Regions from separate parts of the Zea mays genome. Here all the other regions are linked to region 3. A link is a contact called in public Hi-C data. All regions are on one chromosome and are shown on one strand. Each heading gives the region's core, a stretch centred on a gene start, on an enhancer-like site or on the middle of the called end of the contact. The rest is flanking DNA. Distances are from core to core; before and after follow the strand shown.

Region 1 (2,700 bases), core at 154-2,653, 180 kb before region 3:
TACTCTAGCAACGCAGTTAAAACACCTAATCTAACGGCGACAGCGTTGAAACAGCTAATGTAATGGCGTCTAGCTAGTACGGCTCACTCAACAGCGGCAAGTGAGCCAAACAAGTACCGCGTAAGAAACTGCAGGTTACTGCCAGACAAAAAAATTGCAGAGAAGCTGTACGTGCGACAAGTAGTATCCCCGAGGCACGTGAAGGTGGCGAGGCAAGAACTGACCTTTGCGTCATCGATCTCCGGCGAGACCGGCGGGCTGTCGGAGAGAGAGCCGCCGCCGTTGAGTGGGCCGCTGCTGTGCGAGAGCCGGCCGGAGGTGAGCGGCGCCACTTCCTGCTGCAGGGTTGGAACGCACAGCAAGAGTGCGTGGTTCAGACATCAGGAACCGGGATTCAGAGAGAGGTGCAGTAAGGTTAGCAGGAACACACAAAAAAAACACAACTGAAATCAAGTTTCTCGGAGGGAAAAGGCATGCTTGTCGCGCGAGGAATTGATGGTGCTTAATGGAAGAGCCGAGCCTTGACCATTAATGGCGGCTAAGCTGCGTAGTTCACTTAAGTAGAAAGAAAGGTGGGGATTATATCTGGGTGTTCCGGACATGGCAGGAGAACAAATCTCTCGTTTGGCAGCTTCTCCTTGTCCCAACCCGAGGTCAGAGTGAAACCAGTAGGAGAGCTGGCTGATTTGGCAAAAAACTGTACAGGCAGATGATGAAATCGAGCGGTTTCTACACAAACGATGGAGCCAACCAAGTAAAATGCAGCCAGGCAACAAAAAGATCCCGAATCGGCAAATAAAAAACGACCAAAGCACACTGTTTTTTATTTAATGGCGCACTGGTGTTGGTGTTGCCAACAGATTCGGCTTCTCTTTCTTTTTTTTTAAAAAAAAAGAAGAAACTAGTAAGTGCGATTTTGAGGAGGACGAAAGAAAAAAAAAGCGAGATGGATCGGAGTAGAGGGAGAAGGAACAGGTCGGGTCGAGGCTCTCACGGACTGCGCGAGGATCCGCTCCATGATGAGCTGCGACGTGGCCGCGGAGGCGAAGGAGAAGGAGCTCCCGGAGGCGGCGGCGGCGGCGGCGACCCCGTCGTCAAACTCGCACGAGGGGTCCTCCGCGATGGGGCTGGCCGCGAGCGCGTGCGCGGCCGGCGGCGGCGTCGGCGGCGGTGGCGCGAACGCGCGCCCCGAGGCGCTCCAGGAGCGGGAGAGGAACTCGAGCGGGTCGAGCGGCGGCTCCGGCGGCCGCAGCTCGCCGGCGGCGACGGTGGACGTGCGGGCCCGGGGATCGCCCATGCGCGCGGGGGTCGGGGAGTTACGGAGTGTGATGCGAGTGAGTGAGCGGGCGCGTTACCAGTGATCGATGGCCCAAATGCCAGTTCAGAGAGAGAGAGAGAGAGAGTGGGGCGGGTGGTTAAGCCCTCCGCTGCCTTTATAGCCTTGGTTCGTCTCGTCGTCCGTCCAGGCCTCACTTGCTCTACGGGCCCTTTTTTCACTTCTTTTATGTAACTTTTCTACGAGTCGTGCAACGAAGCATGTGTTACGGTTAGCAATGGGGAAAAGGACGTGTACTACTCCTGTGTCATCTATTATGCTGGTCAACACAGTACGAGTACGTTGATTTTATTTTAATTTTCATCACTGCTCTAAGGACTTATTTGGAGAGAAGGAATACAATACAAAACTGATAAAAAGGGGGGAAATAGAAAACGAGTGTAGGTAAAAAAAAGTGACGATTGAAACATAGGATGCTACTTGTTCACTCATGAATCTTGTAGAAATTGGTGTTTGGAACATAGGAATATAACCATATGGTGATTCCTTCATTCGAGTGAATAAGCACTTGTTCATCCCTTCATTTAAACGTGTGGCAACTTTCCAAGAGCATAAAGTAGATGTTTTAGGGCCTGTTTGGTTCGTGGCTAACTATGCCACACTTTGCCTAAGGTTAGTCGTTCGAATTGAAGAACTAACCTTAGGCAGAAAAGTTAGGCAAAGTGTGGCAACTGAGGCTACGATCCAAACATACCCTTACTCCTCCATTTTATACACGAAAGGAAAACTATGTTCTTCCGTTCTAATAAACACAAGTGATGTAAACCAAACATAGGAATTGGATTTCTTTCAAACTGCTACGGAAAACCTACAATGCAAACAATCCCGACAGCTAGTACTACAAAAAATACTCCAATCCAGCTATAATGTAAAATTCTAAATTATGGCGATTATCTTATAATCGAATCTTCAGTGATACTACTTGAGACGGTTTCCAACGCTGTCCTGGAATCGTGTTCTACCCCACGTCCGATGTGGTTTGGGGTTGAAACTCTACAACTGCTCCCCACCGACTTCATATATAGTGGGGAGTATTGTTCATCTCTATATATTAATTATGTCATTTACTTATTTATTTGCTATGTTGACCATGTTTAGTCTTTATAACCCGATAATAATGTGTATTAGGATACTACATGTTATATGCTTTTTAAAATTTTAAAACTGATCACAGAATATTAAACAAATGAGTTATATTGTATAAGGGAAACGATTAGACATGCATAGTATGTAGGTGTATCTTTTTTTAAAAAAAGTTGGAGTTGGTCTTAGATTGGATGTAAATCTCTACTACTTATTAAGGCTGCAAGAGTAGTCGGTCATTCCGTGTTCTGCCACCATTCCTGTTTTGTTCTGTCATTCTC
Region 2 (2,700 bases), core at 158-2,657, 210 kb after region 3:
ATTCCTTCATTTTTTTTGTCAAATTTGCCATTAGGTTTAAATGTGCTGGTAACTTGTTACTGAATTACATTATTCAGCATTGATGTTGTAATTTGGTAAGCAGTTGCGGTTATAATCACATCATATCAAGCACACATTTCTTTATGCTTCAAAATCCTACAAAGAAGAATATCCTATCAGCACATATGTCATAGTTGGATAGCAGGATATCAGAATTCAGAAACATGTAGATTGAGCCTTAAGAATTGATGTGTTTAATTTGAGGTTATGATAAACTCAAGGTCAGGAAGGTTTGCAGTTGGCAGCCAAACCATGAGAGCGTTTGTACCAGGAAATCTTTTACCTCCGTCCATATTTGTCGGAAACAAAGCCCCAAGCACAGGCACCTAGCAGCATGCCAGCAAAGACAACACTCGAAAGGAGGCTCTCGTTCTCTGGGGAGACGTTCCACTCCTCTCGTATGAATGGCCCGAGAAACGACAAGAGCATGAGCTCCATAGCTTCTGCAACCCAGCCCATTCCAGCGTAGAAAAGAACAAGCGCTTGGAATTTTCCAAACCCCATAATGGTAAGCGCGTCGTCTGTGGTATATGTCTCCATGTTGGGAGCCAGCACCTGCAGATCCAGAGAAGTCATTCTGTCAGAACGAAGCATCCTGTCGTGAACTTGTGGAGTAGACAACATCTGATAGGTTTTTGGAGCCCAAATGACTCATACGGTGTCACCAAATTGAATTTAGAGATTGCTGATCAGTATACATCAAATCTCTCTTTCAGAATGAAGCATTTGAGCTCACCGACAGACAATACTAACAGTTTACGGGCCACGGAAAGGGATATAAGTTTAAGTTTCAAGTAAGGATTTCCATGGCCAACTAATAAAAACACAGAGATCGGTTGATCGACGAAGTTTTTTTTCCCTCCCAGAAAATTTCTGCTCCTTGACGCAACGAAGACCCACAAAATGTAAAAGCGGGGTAGATAGAATAAACATGAGGTCCATATTAATGAGAGCAGTAAAAACAATCCCCCTGAGGACAAGACAGGCGGTATCCTGGGCGCCCACGAACTTTTAACCAACAGCCACAATGGAAGAGCTGAGACTTAGAAACGGACGGGACGGTCGACGATCACTGGACGGCGGGGGGCGGAGTAGAAGAGCGGGTGAAGGAGCGAACCGTTGCTCGGCCGCCGCCGGACGTCGGGGAGGGAGCCGGCTAATTTTCCGTGGCACTGGCACCGCCGGTGTCGTGTTGCCCGGGTTTCCTTCCTTGCTTGTAGGGAACTAGGGATGCGAGGCTCGACGGGACAGGGGGTTTTTGTCGGGGAGGGGGAGCAAGCAAATGCTCAATTGCAGGTGAAGAGGACGACGGGGTAAGAGAGAGGACGGGTAATGGCAAGCCGCCGCGCCGCGCCGCGCGCGCACTCAACGAATGGAGGAGACCAAATGCCCGTGTGGTCGCAAGAGTTGCGTGGCCGTCGTTCGCCAGGTGGCGGCTGGGGTCCACGCCGCGCTCCTCGCGTCACGTCTGCACGCGACAATTTCCCATCTGCACGACTGCACGCGGCTTTTATAACTATTTTTATAATATTCTTATATAAAAATATTCCTTTTGTCTACACTTAACACTTGATATACATCGTATTACATAGATCCTCCCTGACCGACATCCTCACAAAATTAATAAAAGCACGCGTGCAATTTTTTTTTGGAAATAAAACTCATGCACGTGTTGTATTATGTGAGCATGTTGGTATACTTGGCTACTCGCGCACTACAAATGGAAAACAACAAAAATGATAAGTTATTTTTCCAGTAAAAAAATTGTTTTGGTAAGCTAGGTATGTAGAAAAGCTAAAACAATAGGTTCCTTTTTTTATACTCTTCTATATTTTACATATTTGGAATAACTTCAGATGACTGTTTATATTATTCACAATTTACAGAAATTGTGATTTTAGTAAAAAAAATACTCTCAGTCTCTCTTTAGAGTCGGTCCGTTTATCTAGGAATGGACTACGATTCGTTTCGGCTCATCAAAACTTATATAAATTAGAGAAATAATTTAGCTAGGAATCGTTCCAGGCCTCTAATCCGTGAAACCAAATATGGCCTTAATTGGAATCTTCAAATACAGACAACATTTATTTTGAATTTCAAGTTCTCGCTAGCCAAGAATAGAGAAGGATAATGACTCCCTAAGGTTGTTGGATGGTATAAAGATATAGAAAACGATTTTTACTCGAATGACTCTAAATTATAATTTATAGAGCAAATTTTAGAAAGATTCTTGGAAGTTCTCTAACATCTGAGTTGGACCTTTGTGCTTGAGGGTTCCTTTGAAACGTAGGAATGATACATGAATTTCACGGGAATTATTTCAAAAACACATGAAAAACGCAGGATTTAGAAATTTATCCTTTGATCCAAAGGAGATCTGAACTTGCCCACCAAGATAACTCTTTAACTCGGTACTAATACTATCAGTGTTTGGGGATGGCTATCCTCCAAGATGCCTTCGGAGAACTGCAACAAAAGAAATTATTGTGCGGCGACAATTGCTGACCCCACAGCCTTATAGCCTAAGGACTTGCCTCACCTCTGGCTATTGGCTAAGGTCAGGGCACACCACGCTCAAGCCACCACCATCTAACCTTAAGGACACTCTAGCCTTCAGGGCACTTTCATGCTTAGTTCTCT
Region 3 (2,700 bases), core at 95-2,594:
AACCAAAACGATGCTGTAAGTGGACTAGTGGCTACTCCAAAAGTTGAGGAAATCAAGGTCCTTCACCAATTCGCTCGGAAATCACCGCTGGACTAAAAAAGCATGAAAAGATTGGATGTTGCTTGCAGAACTAGGAAACAGAGCATCGGGCAGCAATAATAAAGGAAAGGAAATGGACAGGGGTGACGGTGGGCAGCGACAAGAAAAGCCAACAACCCACATAAAAAGATGCCGCCAACCACTTCCCAGCCCCCGTCTACCTCCACGAAATGCAGGTGGAATTCCAAACCAGCGAGAAAGGAGCCGCATTGATTGGTGGTTACTTCGTTCGTCGGCCGATCAATTCTGCTGTTTGTTTATTTTTTTTCTTGAGATAATGAAGAGCAACTCATGTTATCTATTCTTCTTCTTCAGATAATGAAGAAGAGTAACACGCTGTGATGAGGCCAAGAAGCATGGGCTGAATGCAGGAAGGAACTATGCCCCCTAGAACCTTTGGAGCAAAGAGACGCCGCCGTCGACAGATGCAGGAGGCACAACCTTTGAAGTAAAACAAGGGTGCTGAAACTGATGGTGCGAGGCACAACGTGCGAACAAAAAGGACTATAAAAAGGCAATCTTGCCACAAAAGGGACGAGCAGAACACCATCGAAGCAGATCATGAGCACGGAGAGAAGAAAAGGGTGTGGTAAACGAAATCAAGGAAAAGGCACGTACACACACACATACCACGAGCACGAGCAAGGCGAGAGCGCGAAGGGTTGCTTGCAGGGAGGGCGGCGGCGGCGGCGGCGGCGGCAGCTGCAACCCAGAAGAGATCCAGCTGCTGCTGCTCCCCGTCCCACCGCTACGGCGCCATCTCAGACCCTCCACCCCCAAAGCAAATGCGGCAGCTCAGCGGCGGCAACGGGTCTCGGGATCGGAGGCCGAGGGGCAGCGGGAGGTGGCGACGGCGATTGATGAATCGTCGGCTTGTTCGCACGCGCAGGGTTCTTGGTGGGCGGGGTAGGAACACAGAAAAAGGGAAACGGATTTGTTTCTGGCGAGTTTTCTGGGCTGGATATGGCTGGCGCGCCGCGGCGGTGATGTGTGTGTGCGCCCCAGCAGCTCGTCTTGTCTGTGCGTGGGGGTTGGGGGCCGGCCGACGGCGACGGGCGCGGGCGCGCGATGATTTCTTCCTCGCTTCTCTCTCTCTCTCTCTCTTGAACGTACCCGAGTAGTACTGAGGCTGTCCGGCGGGACCAGCCTAGCCTAGGCGCCTGCCTAACCCAGGAGCCAGCCGGCCAGGGAAATGGAATTGTAAGACTGTCTACAGCAACGTCCTCTATATATATCCTCTATATCCGTCCTTTACAGTCTTTTTTAAAAGATTCTATCTCTTATATCTACTTTCTCTTCAACAACGTCCTCTAAATCACGTCGTCTATATATAAATATCTATATTAAAGACATTTTTAATTTTTTAATTTTTGTACATACGTATTTATCATACTCTCAAATGTATTGTACATATTTTAGTTTTATTAAATCGGTTGTTTAAAGTATTCAAATAGATAGAGAACCGTTTAGAGAAACTCTACATATAGAGGATCCAGCAGCGTTCTCTAAATTTAGAGGACCATTTAGAGGACGTTGCTGGAGGGAGTAGATGACGTCTTCGTCCTCTAAATTTAGGGTACAGGACACTTTAGAGCTCATTGTTGGAGCTAGTCTAATGGAAGCGAGTGACTGATGAAGTGATGATAGGCGTGAGGCGAGAATGATTAGCTCTTTTTGGCCGGCTCGTGAGCGAGGCAGGCGTATTAATTTGTTCATGGAGATCACTGTTCGCTGATTATTACGACCAATCAGGTCAAAAGTCGTAGTGTAGTGGCGTTATATACGGCGAGATCAATATGTGGGCCCTGCGGTTCCAGTTGGGCGGGCGCTGTACTCCAGAAATAACGGCACAACTGTAGCCCCTAGCAAGTCCGTCATTGTTGCACTGCACGGTTGGGTTGACGATCTCGCCCGTACTCCTGGTAGCTGGAAATCACTCGCCGCACGTCCTGTCAAGAACCAAATGCAGCTTTACCTGCTCTCTATACCTATAGAGACTTTTGTTTCAAGGGCAGGGCTCCATGTCCAGTTGTCCATCCATCCGGCACTGAACTGAACTAGAAGAAGAATAAGAAGAAGAAAAAAAGGTTGTGCTCGTGTATTTTTTCTGGGTTGCTTTGCCTGCAATCCAGAGCAACAACAACAGCGTTTTACTCAAAGCAGCAGTCAGTCAGCCATCTCATCTCCTCCCTGGTTTGCTGAATGCGTGGGTTGTTTGTTTATGTAAAGATGGCTTTCGTCAGGCACTCAGGCTTTTTGTCCCAAGACCCTCCCCTCCCCCATGCGTCTGACTGTTCCTGTGTCTTCTTGGGACAGGATTAGCTGGGGCATCACCATTCACCCCATCACACCAGTAGTATCAAACTGTTACTTTCCCATCAACTACAGACACCCTTGTGCTTGTGCTTGTGCTTCCTCCAAAACCACACACCAAAAAAAACATAAAAAGGACACGACTTGCATTACTGGTTTTCAGCTTATTTACTCATCAGACACTAACCTAAAATGTCTAAACAATAAACAACTATACACCGACAGTCGACGACGACTAGCTAGCAGGCAAGTGTAACAAGGCGTACACGCAGCTAGCAGACAGCACTG

The links. A called contact is a pair of places that touch in the nucleus more often than the background predicts.
Region 1: a contact with region 3 is called in a Hi-C map of root tip, with 4 times the contacts expected there. The contact joins the promoter of LOC100278869 here to the promoter of LOC103643709 in region 3. A contact is called at or near these places in 2 of 25 Hi-C or Micro-C datasets (leaf mesophyll and root tip).
Region 2: a Hi-C map of leaf shows a contact between it and region 3, with 5 times the contacts expected there. The contact joins the promoter of LOC100125647 here to the promoter of LOC103643709 in region 3. A contact is called at or near these places in 10 of 25 Hi-C or Micro-C datasets (bundle sheath, ear, endosperm and 3 more).

Annotation. Positions count from the first base shown.
Region 1 is chr1:259,399,531-259,402,230 of Zm-B73-REFERENCE-NAM-5.0, reverse strand. LOC100278869 reads right to left here and starts at 1,403. Exons shown (of 7, transcript NM_001152005.2): 1 at 995-1,403; 2 at 225-338. The coding sequence starts at 1,297.
Region 2 is chr1:259,007,971-259,010,670 of Zm-B73-REFERENCE-NAM-5.0, reverse strand. It overlaps LOC100125647 (major facilitator superfamily protein), which reads right to left and starts at 1,407. Exons shown (of 6, transcript NM_001112578.2): 1 at 1,178-1,407; 2 at 344-615. The coding sequence starts at 600.
Region 3 is chr1:259,222,336-259,225,035 of Zm-B73-REFERENCE-NAM-5.0, reverse strand. LOC103643709 (protein NETWORKED 1B) reads right to left here and starts at 1,344. Exons shown (of 6, transcript XM_020546830.2): 1 at 730-1,344. It overlaps LOC118476159 (a long non-coding RNA gene), which reads left to right and starts at 191. Exons shown (of 2, transcript XR_004855535.1): 1 at 191-315; 2 at 415-943.